Linked DNA regions of Macaca mulatta: region 2 is linked to region 1. The links are chromatin contacts, called in public Hi-C maps. All regions are on one chromosome and are shown on one strand. The core of a region is the stretch at or near the end of the contact, and the rest is flanking DNA. Distances in the headings are between cores, read along the strand shown. Region 1 holds the start of UBE3D (ubiquitin protein ligase E3D). Region 2 holds the start of IBTK (inhibitor of Bruton tyrosine kinase).

Region 1 (5,414 bases), core at 2,804-5,303:
AGGAATTCATGACTATAAGGAGAAATCATCATAGCAAAAGTGATGCCATTATCAACAAGTCTTCACTTTTTGGAACTTTAAAATGCCATTTTGAATAAAATCAATAACTCCACTCCACCATAAAATAAAATTCAAAACATGAATTATAGTTAAAAAAAAAAAAAGTAACAAAAGCAGAATACGGTAACTCTTCTGCCAATAATTAAAGCATTAAGACTCAGGGGAACTTAATTGTATTCTTATATTTTACTAAGATAAATATAATTCTTTTCTTATATAAGTGAGTTGCCACTAGATCTTCATGCTCCAAAAAGCTTAAAATGACAGCCAAAAAATAAGCCTAATGCATGGACCTTTACAGTTGAAGAGGACTCAGCTCAAGTACAGCAGTTTTTAAATTTATATTCTATGTAATTATATTCTAAGAGTTGTTAACCAATTGGCCATGAGAAAATAGATCAGGTAAGTTTGGGAATGCTAGGATAACCTGGAGATTTACATGTATCAGCATAACAGTAAAGGTTTTGAAGAGTCCTGCCTTTATAAGCAAAAAAGTTTAACCTAGCTTAACCTAGTGTGCTCCCAAGTTAATTGCCAACGAACACTGCTTTGGGGGAAGTAAGCCTATTAAATGGCTTTAGAACACTGTTCTGGGGGAAATACCAGTTTGGAAAACCCTGGTCTTTTCAAATTTCCTTAAACGATGACAAAACCGAAGCCCAGAGATCACACCTGGCTAGTAGCAGATTAAAGGACTTGAATCGAATCTCTTCATTCCTAGGCCAGAGCTCACTCCGTTACTTTAACTACAAAATAGGACTTCTTTGAATGTATACAATCAAACATTTAACTGACAGCACGTACCTTAAAGATTTGGGCTATGGTGTCCCATTTTCTGGTTTGTGTATTAAATTGGGTGTTTTTAGTTCTTTCTTTCAGCACTAGGTCCCTAATAATCAAGCCCACGTGGAGATTTGCTACTGCTTAACAATTACAGAGAATGATTTACTTATCAGTTTTGGCCGAAAGTAATCACTAAAATAAAGCATTCAGACTACTCGTGGTTTTAATTTACTCATAACTTCAGTCGGCCCACCCAAATCACTGTTATCTATCAGGTGGTGAGTTACTTAGTACATAATGCTGACATATGTTATTCACTGTAGACCATATTAATACCCAGAAACAAAATCAAAATGTAAGAACTTATGTCTGCACAGACAATGGCCAACAACATCAAAACAGATTTTTGTCTTTCTACAGTTCAGGGCCTATTTGTTAGACAAACAGTTTCCTACATTTTTGGTAATTATCATTTTTTTTGACTGCTTTAGCTGGAGTCGAAGTCATTTTCCCAATCTTTACATTTCTCAAACGCCATAGAACTCTAAGATAGTGTAAAAATGTTCAAACACAATGTACTTAGCTTAAGAAAAATAGTTGTGTGCCATTTCCCGCCCCCTCAGGGTACAAGAATGGAGGAGGCCCGAACAAGTGACTATTGTTATGTTGCAACTTTAAAAGGCTTGGGAATCAAAGGTGATAATTGTTAACAACTCCCGTTTGACTCTTCTGACTTCCTCTTAATAAACTTCGGTACTCCTTTCTAAGCCCCCTGGAGAACATGAACCATCGCGGGCCTACGTGTCTCCTCGATGCTAAAAGAACCCACCAGCCGAGGAAAAGGCACAACGACTGAATTCCTCCAACAAAGAGGGTACTCCGCGCGCCTCCATCGCACAGGTGCGACCTCTGCCCCAGCCTTGCGCACAGCTCCGCGCCAGCAAGGGAGGCTCGGGACCTGCCCCCGGCCCCGCCTCCAGCCTGCCTCACCTGGGGCCGCCCTCGCGCCTCTGCCCAGGCCAGGCCTTGGCCCCAGCTCTAGCCCTCTAGTCCCCGCGCAGCTCTCGACTCCCCGGAAACCAGAGGGCGGCCGACCAGTTTCGCGGCTTCTGGCGGGGCCGGAGCGGCAACACCCCCGACGCCACAGCAGTCAGACCCGCAAGGCGTCCCCGCGGCTCAGGACCTAGCCCGGCCAAGAAGGATGCTTAGAGCCGGCGACCAGCCTAGCGACCGCACTGGGGGCGGGGACACTTTTACCTGCTGCTGGCTCGGCCGCTCCTAGCCGGCGCCGCTCTCCTGGCAACCACGGCAGCTACACGGAGACCGGGAGCCGAAGGGCCTAGTGACAGCTCCCAGCGTGCACCGCGCTCGCGCCCACGCCGGCGTCGACGTCTGCGGCCTTCGATCCCCGCCCCCGGTCGGCTTCCTGCCTCCCGGCGCTAGCTGTTGCCACAGCGCCCTCAAGTGGACTGTCGCTGGAAGCGGCCACGGCTACCAATTTCAGGAGTGGTTAGAAAGGGGGTTAGCAGATGTTTTCATTTGAAGGGATAATAGGAACTGAAAACAGCTTTTAAATATTATTGTAATAGTATCTCAGTATTTCATATGAGTAACCTGAGGCCCAGAGAGGTTAGGAGACTTGTGAAGTTAGGAGACAAATAGTTGGTGTCAGATTTGGAACTATTTTGAGTCTAGAGCTCTATCAATCATATCTAGTTACTCCAAGGTAAATTGCACCGTTTTGCAAACACCATGGGGTAAAAAAATGAAAGTTTTTGCAAATACGTAATATATAACAATCTTTTTGCTTATATATTTATAAATATATAACAATCTTTTAAGCTAACAAAACAATTATAAAGAATAAGCTGTGCTAAGGAAGTTGTGTATTTCAATATAATGTGTCAATATTTAAGCATTCAATAGTCTCGGATATTAAAGGAGGAAGATATGAAGAGTTGAAATCATCATCCTTCAAATAAATGAATTACTTGAGACCAAACAGTAGTAAACTTCATTTTTTAAAGTGAGTTGTTGCTTCCATCTATGATTTCAAATTATTGGGATAGATATAATAATTTGCGCATCAACATAATACACTTTAATCACCCCAAATACTGATTTTAGAAAAATTGTCTTAAGCTATTATCTTAAAACATGACAGGATTTATTTATTTAGAATTTATTTATGGTCTAGGCCGGTCATGGTGGCTCACACCTGTAATCCCAGCAGTTTGGGAGGCCGAGGCGGGCGGATCTACCAAAAATACAAAAATTAGCCGGGCATGGTGGTGTGCACCTGTTATCCCAGCTGCTCCGGAAGCTGAAGCAGGAGAATCGCTTGAACCCGGGAGGCGGAGGTTGCAGTGAGTCGAGATTGCGCCACTGCACTCCAGCCTTGGCGACAGAGAGAGACTCTGTCTAAAAACAAAACAAAACAAAAAACAGCAGTTCCTTGTTTTTAAGAAGTCCGATTGTAATTCTACCCTGGTCTTATATTTAAATAGTTTTTCATTATAAGTATTTACTGTGTCAAACTTTTCAAAACTATCTTTTAGTAGTAATGGGATGACAACTTCTCTTAGTTTTTACTTTTGTGAAAGTGAATAGTGGAGCTGTACATACGTAATCATTCTCATCTTCCTTTTTTACCCCCTAAAAAACGGTTAGTCCCGATAGACTTCAGCCATACTCTTTTGCATTAGGTAACAAAGAATTTCCTCATGTTTTTGCACCCGTTTCAATTTTGGAGTTATCCTAAGTTGAGAAGCAATGGCAAGTCAATTCTTGAAAATTTTGTTACTTTAGACAGAGGCTAACAAATGACCCTTGTTCATAAAGAGACCAAAATAAAGTGGGTTTGGGGCCAGGAATTCTGCTCTTGGATTTCCTGGAGACAAAGTCCACCTGTAACACCTGCCTCCATCACCTCCCTCAGTTCGAGTTAGCCAAAGGAGTGAACCTTGGGTCTGATTTTTATGGTCATTTCCAGGGAGGCTAACGCGCCAAGTCACGCTCAAAAGAAGCAGAGTGGGAGGATAGCTCACCTCTCGCCGCCCACCCCTTTCTCAGCGCTGTGGGCCAAAGCCTGGTTTTGAAAATGCGCGCCCCGCCCAGGCCTCAGGGGGTCCCTCGCCTTCTCGGTGGTGTACTCTCCGGCCGGCAGGCGGCGCTGTGAGCCAGTAGGCGGTGTCAGCCATGAGCTCTGTCACAGGCGCCTGCGCCGCCGCGGGGCTGCTGCTGGTTGGTCCGCACGTGGAACCTCTCCTGGTCCTGTTGACCCGGGCCCCTCGGAATCTCCAGCTTGGTCCGGTCCGGGACTGGACGCCCGCCATGGCGGCTACTGCGGCAGAAACGCGCATATTTCTGGAGGTGCGGAGACAGCTGCAGAGCGCGCTGCTGATCCTGGGGTAAGAACTGGGATTCTAGGCGCAGTACCCAGCTCGCTTTACTGCTGCCCAGGGATCGGGGGGCTGGTGAGTCTCTCTCTGTCTCTCTCTGAACGAGGGATTTTGAGTTTCTTCTTGCCAGTTGCGTAGAGCCTCTCGATCACTCAAAGTGAAGCTTTCCCCTGTAGTCGCCTCCGCCACTCCCACCCCTACAGACAGTCTGGTATCTTTGGGTAGCTTTTTAGAAATTCAGGGTCTCAGCTCCACACCAGACTTAGGGAATCAGAACTTATATTTTAACAAGATTCCCAGGAGTCAAATGCACATTAAAATTTGAGGAACAGTGATGTAAAGCACTGTTGGCAGTGCCCGGCGTTTCCAACAAAACAATGCAAAAAATGGTTTGTTTGCCTCTCTTCAGGATCCTGCTTACTGGATCAGTTCCTATGTGTGAGGTTCTTGTGTTGTAGATAACCTCGGGTCTTTCCTCCCAAAACTGCTCTTTGCAGAGAAACCACACAGTCATTCAATAAACTGAGTTTAATGAACCTCGAAGAAAGGTTGCAGACTTCTTATTGGAGCTCGTTCATTTATTCATCTTCTGCTTTCCAGTGAGAACGGCGAGCTTGTTATTCGCTACACAAACAAATAACTTTTAGGGAAAATGTTCTCTATTTTGTTTGACAGCAGTTTTAATGATTTGTGGTCCCCTTGTCTATTCCTTTGTGATCGCTGTTTCAAACAGAGTAAGTTAAATGTTAAAATCCTGAGATTGTTATTACACAGTGCCACAGGTAGATTGATGCTTAATTTTTTCCTCTTTTCCCTTAATCTGCCAGATATCTGGTGTGGCCGTTTGGAATATGGCATGAGAACTGAGTTCAAATGCTAGCTTCCTCACAAAATTAGAATAATTTAATCGGAATTTCTTCAATCTTGAAATAGGAATAACACTTAGTACTCTGAATGTATTTATTTTTCTCTTTCAAAAATTATGAATTTGGGCAAATATCTCCAATTCTGGTGCACCTTGTAGAGTAATTAGGAACCCAAACTCTACCGAAATAAAACAAAAACCACACACACACCAAACCCTCCCTTCCTCTCATCCAGGGGCCTTTCACAGTTCCCTTGGACTACTCCCCCTTGTTTAAGCAAGTTACACAGGTGGCTCACACCTGT
Region 2 (5,530 bases), core at 2,080-4,579, 800 kb after region 1:
ATAATTGTTAGGAAAGGCCATCTGGAAAGGCTTCATAGATATGTGGGGAGGTGGCCCTCTGTAAGTAAGGATTGGAAAGATAATGATTCTATAGGAAGAATGCAGCTGGGATCATACACCTGAATCCAGAAGAACACAAACATCCTATGTGGCCTATTGTTTTGTCTGCCGCACCCTGCTTTCTTTTGGAGAATTATTCTTCACTCTGCTTTAACCGTGACTCTAATGGAGGCTGCAATCATGGTATCCTTGATTCCTCACCTAATCCAAGCCGACATGGTGCCTAGAACTTTTGTGCTTGAGATAATAGGCTCAGTGCTATCTTCCCTAGTGGCAAACCTGAGGGGAGATATGTGATTTATGTAAGGTACTTAATTTATGTGCCAGAAAGTTGTAGTCAACCAGTGATGTCCTGTGGAAGATGGTGTGGAGTAGAAGAGAATGAGGCCAAACAATAAGGTTCCAGTCATCTCTAGGCCAGCTGCACTACTGATCATCCTCTAATAATCATTCTTGCAGACCGTAATCAGGTTTGAGTTTCTAATCAAATTCTAGTATTTTCTCTTCCGCCACCAGCACTGTCATTTCCCACTCCTATACAACTTGAAAGACAGCAAAATACACATAATGATGTTAGTACTTTTAATTATAAAGGATAGTACTACCAATTTATTTTGGAAAAATGGTATATGGGGAGTTTATTATAGATGCCATGTGGCTTAGAAACATTTCTGCAGTGCTCCACTCTTGAGGCCTGTGCTATTCTTTTTCTACTCCCTCCCCCCATCACTGCAATCTTTTAAAGCCATCTCTGGTTTTTTATTTTTTACTTTAAAAAATAAAACTACTTTAGAAACTCTAGTCAATTATTTTTCCAAACTTTGATTTTTTTAATCATTCAAGTAATATTTAAATTATTGCAATAAAAATTACAAAAGTCAAAATGATAGAAATTAAGAATCACCCATAATTCCACCACAGAAAAATCATTGTAGATATATTTTGACCTATTCTTTAATGTGTAAACACAAAATTTTTTAAAAAAATCAAACAAAATGGCTCATTTTGATTTCTTCCTCCCTTAACCACATCTACAATATATTTTTCACTTAATTGTATTTCATTTTTAATATTTCCTACTTATTTTAATATTTTGTCTTGCAAATAACCAGTCAGTACTTTTGAAAGCGTCTAACTTTCCCGGGAAAAGGGGAGCAATTCTATATCCCTTCGCTTGGAAGGTTATTTCTTTCCTGCTTCATCTACTTATCTCCTTGTTATCTAGTTATCTGAGTTATCTTCTACTCATTCTTTACTTCATGTGTCACATCTCTTGGAAGTCAGATTAAATCTATCACAGTATTCTTTGTAATACTTATAAATGTTGCAATTTATTATGCTTGGGAATATCTGGATCTACATGTATTTTTGTCCACTGTTGGATCCCCAATGCTTACCACAAATTGTCCGAGACCTGGTAAGTTTTACTTTTATTTATTATTATTTTTTGAGACAGGGCCTCACCCCAGTTGCGTAGGCTTATGCAGTGGCCTGATCTTGACTCACTGCAGCCTTGATCTCCCAGGGCTCAGGGTATTCTTCCACTTCAGCTTCCTGAGTAGCTGGGATCACAGGCGTGCACCACCATGCCTGGCTAATTTTTTTTTAATTTTAGTAAAGGCAGGGTTTCACCATGTTGTCCAGGCTGGTCTTGAACTCCTGGGCTCAAGTGATCCACCGGCCTCTGCCTCCCAAAGTGGTGGTATTACAGGTGTGACTCACTTTGCTTGGCTGTCATTTTTAAATTAATGAATGCCTGCTTGGAATAATTCAGCCACTAAGGTAATACTTCATTTATTAGCACTATTTATGAAGTATTATTGTGCGCTACTAAGGCCCTCTGCTAAGTGCTATATATTATCATTACATTTTCACAACCCCAAAATAGATTATTTCTCCTATTTTGCAAATGAGGAAACTGAGGCTTCAGAAAAGTGAATTAACTTGCCCAGATACAAGAAAGAGAGAGAAAAGTTATGAACTCAGGTCAATGCGTTTATTTACACTAGGAGCTTTATTTGCTTTTATTGGCTTCTTTGTTCATGAACATGAAAGTCATTATATGTAGCTTCTTTTTTAAAAAATATCTGGAGATACAACTTAAGCTTATTTTCAAAATCACTCAATTTTTACATTACTAACTGGTTTTTGTTTTGTAGGAAGTAGGGTATTCAGAATAAAGAGCAAAGAAACAATTATGTGCTGGGAAGGGCAGCAGGAGGGCTGGGTCCTAGTCTCCCTTTCTCTTTCGCTAAGCAGCTGTGTGGCTTTGGGCTAGTAATCTACTCTTCCACAAAAAAAGCTTCAAAAGAGAGCAAGCAGAGCTCAGTGGGCATTAAGACATGCACAACTCCTTTCTTTCAGAGATGAGATGAGGCCAACTCAATGGCTTGTAAAATTCACAACGTGGCAGAGCTGTACAGCCAACTTGTGATTCCTAGTGTCGTTTGTTCTGAGTCACACTACCCCTCCTTGAACAATCATTTACTGAGTGCTTACTATATTAGGCATTCAGCAGCAGTATGTTTCCCATTCAGTACCCTAGTATTGATTATTGGCTACTGTCCCTCCTAGTTTTTTCACTCGACCACTTTCTAAATGGCCTTTAGATTCAGAGTTCAAGTGGAAAAAGCCTAGTGTAAGCCTGGTGTCAGGCACTGAGTGGCGTGACCCGGGTCGGCAGCTAGTCCCACTGTGGTGATCTAAGAGGGCAGTGACGCCTTCTGACCAAAGGAGTGACTGCCAGATAATCCGGGTGTATAGCGATCCAGAGAGGGGTGAGGCTGGGTTTACGTAGACTACACCTTCGGCTTTGCAGTAACCCCACTGCTAAGGCCACGGGAAGAAACTCTTTTGTGCAAGACGCCTATGCACCTGGCTTCTGCTGCGTAGTGACCGGGTGTCCAAGGCATCCGGCCAGGTCTCCTTCTCCACTCCGGTTTAGCCTCCCCTCCGAGTCTCCAGCTGCCTGGAGAGACGTTTCTAACTAGGAGATGGCTGGCCTGGAAAGCGACACTCCCATCACCGCTATTGGCCTAGAGTCCCCCGCTGCGGCCTTTCTCCCTTCCCCGCCCCTGGCCTGAGTCAGCCGCCCCAAGGCCGGCGAGGTCAAGCTCCTTTGGGGCGTCAGGGAAAAAGACCATGGCAGAGGTGCTGCCACGCGAAACCTTCTGGGCAAGCACCAGCCAATCATCAAGAGACATACAGGAGCCCTAGCCAATCAGCGCCCGCCTTATTACTGAGTACCGCCCGCTCGGGCCCTTCCTCCACATCCCCCTTCCCGATTCTTGTAGTCGCGGCTGGGTTGCAGCCGCCTGCCGAACTGACCCGGCTCTGGGGACCGGCCCCTCTGGCGCCGTTCGGTTTCTCTTATTGCCTTCACTGAGGATGAGTCCCTGTGTGGCTCTGTGTGGACCCTGCGGAATCCACCGGCGCAGTTTCATCTAGCGACTGGTGAGGGAGGGCTTGGCGCTGCCCGACTGTGCGGAGCGGCTTCCCTTCAGTCCGGGGGCAGGGGGAGAGTATTCGCCTTCCGGAGGGTGCGGGTGGCTGCGGACGGCTGCGCGGGGGGACCGTAGGGAGGGGACTCTGCGGCCCTGAGGCTGCCGGGCTTCGCGCGAGGCCGCGCGGAGAGGGCCGAGTGGCCAGGGTCCCTACCGCCCCCCTTAGCTAATGAATGGCCTGTCCCGGCGATGCGCTAAGCTCCCGTCCTGCGGGACACGCCCTCCAGCGACATTGCCTTCCTAGTTGTGATAGTTGTGTAGTGTCACTTTCCTTCGAGTCTTGGATTTGAAGCCATTCCTAGGGGCGCTCATGTTCTTTATCCCCTTCCTGGAGTCACAAGTTTGAGTCCACTCCGCGGATACCGACTCTGTCGGGAAGCAGGTGGTGAACTCTGATATGTGGACATTCACTGTTATGTAAAAAGGAACTGATTCTTTTTGGAGGGTGGTGGGGGGTGGTGAGAGAGACAGAGAAGACATGCCTTTTGTTTTTGTAACAGGCAGAGCTGTCTGGCTCAAAGAGTTTTAGTTCAGCTGCGAATTAGGTAACACAGGCCATCCTTGACTCCTATTTTCCAACGTGGTTCATAAAACTTGGCTGTGTTAGCCAGAGATTCATGTAGCACCTTTTAACTTATGCTCGAAGTAGGCCATTTGAAATTTATCAGAAATACTGAAAGGATGTGACTTTTATGAGTAGTAGTGTTTCAATGCCCATAAAGTGGTGTAAATTCACAGACTTGCCAGCCCCCTCTTGATCATTTCTCTTTTTGTATTTTGAATTCCTTAACTTTTATTTGTTTTGGAAATTGAAGGAAGGTAGATGAGGACAGAACTGATTTCTAAAAATAATTACATTTGCAAATATTTGCAGAAACTTTTAGTCAAACCGGAGTTTACTTCAAGAAATTTTTTAGGCCGGGTGCGGTGGCTCATGCCTGTAATCCCAGCTACTCGGGAGGCTGAAGCGAGAATTGCTTGAACCCGGGAGGTGGAGGTTGCAGTGAGTGGAGATCGTGCCACTGCACTCCATCCTGGGCGACAGAATGTGGCTCCGCCCCCCCTCCCCCCAAAAAAAGATACCTGTAATGCCAGCAGTCTGGGAGGCCAAGGCGGGCGGATCACTTGAGGTCAGGAGTTCGAGGCCAACATGGTGAAACCCCGTCTCCACCAAAAATACAAAAAAATTAGCCGGGCATGGTAGTGTGTGCCTGTAATCCCAGCTACTTGCGAGGCTGAGGCAGAATCGCTTGAATCTTAAGCTTCGGAGTCTCCAGCTGCCCTACCAAACTGCTTTTGAATTCAATTATTTTGAATTGAATTCCATGGTACTTTTTTCTACTACATTATACTACTATCATTAAAAGTTTTCTAACTGCCTTTTGGGAGAGTAGTTTGGTAGCCTAGGATAGGTAGGATCAAGAGCACTTTTCTGTTGATATTATTTTAGGTAGGCTTTTAAAATTTTCAGGTGAATTTCCTCATCAGAAAATGAAAGTGATCACATTTACAGGGGCAATAATAAGGCTGAAATAAGGATTATATTTATGTAGAGCACTATCTATAATGTATAAAACAAAATTTCACCTATAATTTTTGTGTTTGTTCTGTTGTTTAGTTTTGTTTTGCTTTACTGACTTCCAAAGTATTGACCCCTTACTCTTCTTTCTAGTTTCTCTATCTGTTATCCAAGCAAGAAACCTGGGAATTACTACGACATCTTGTCTTTGGATTGCCTGCCTTTTTTTTTTTTTTTTTTTTTAATCTCTAAGGAAGGGCACATAAGGCTGTCCAAAATCTGGTCTATCCTCGTGTGTTGTTAGGCCTCACTTCTGTCTTCTGAATTATTTAGAAATTTTGGAATGGACCAAGGTGATTCTAGTTCTTTTATATTTACTATCCCTCTGCTTCAAATGTGCTCTCACCCAGAATTTATCAGGCCATCGCATATGGTACTCTTTTTTTTT

What was found. Hi-C and Micro-C count contacts between places; a contact is called where the count stands out from the background.
Region 2: a contact with region 1 is called in a Hi-C map of cortical neurons, with 7 times the contacts expected there. The contact joins the promoter of IBTK here to the promoter of UBE3D in region 1. A contact is called at or near these places in 4 of 14 Hi-C or Micro-C datasets (CD4 T cells, cortical neurons, fetal cortex germinal zone and 1 more).

The regions. Positions count from the first base shown.
Region 1 is chr4:102,767,860-102,773,273 of T2T-MMU8v2.0, forward strand. It overlaps UBE3D (ubiquitin protein ligase E3D), which reads left to right and starts at 4,054. Exons shown (of 10, transcript XM_077999709.1): 1 at 4,054-4,253. DOP1A (DOP1 leucine zipper like protein A) reads right to left here and starts at 2,187. Exons shown (of 38, transcript XM_077999700.1): 1 at 2,101-2,187.
Region 2 is chr4:103,567,544-103,573,073 of T2T-MMU8v2.0, forward strand. It overlaps IBTK (inhibitor of Bruton tyrosine kinase), which reads left to right and starts at 3,330. Exons shown (of 29, transcript XM_015136835.3): 1 at 3,330-3,513.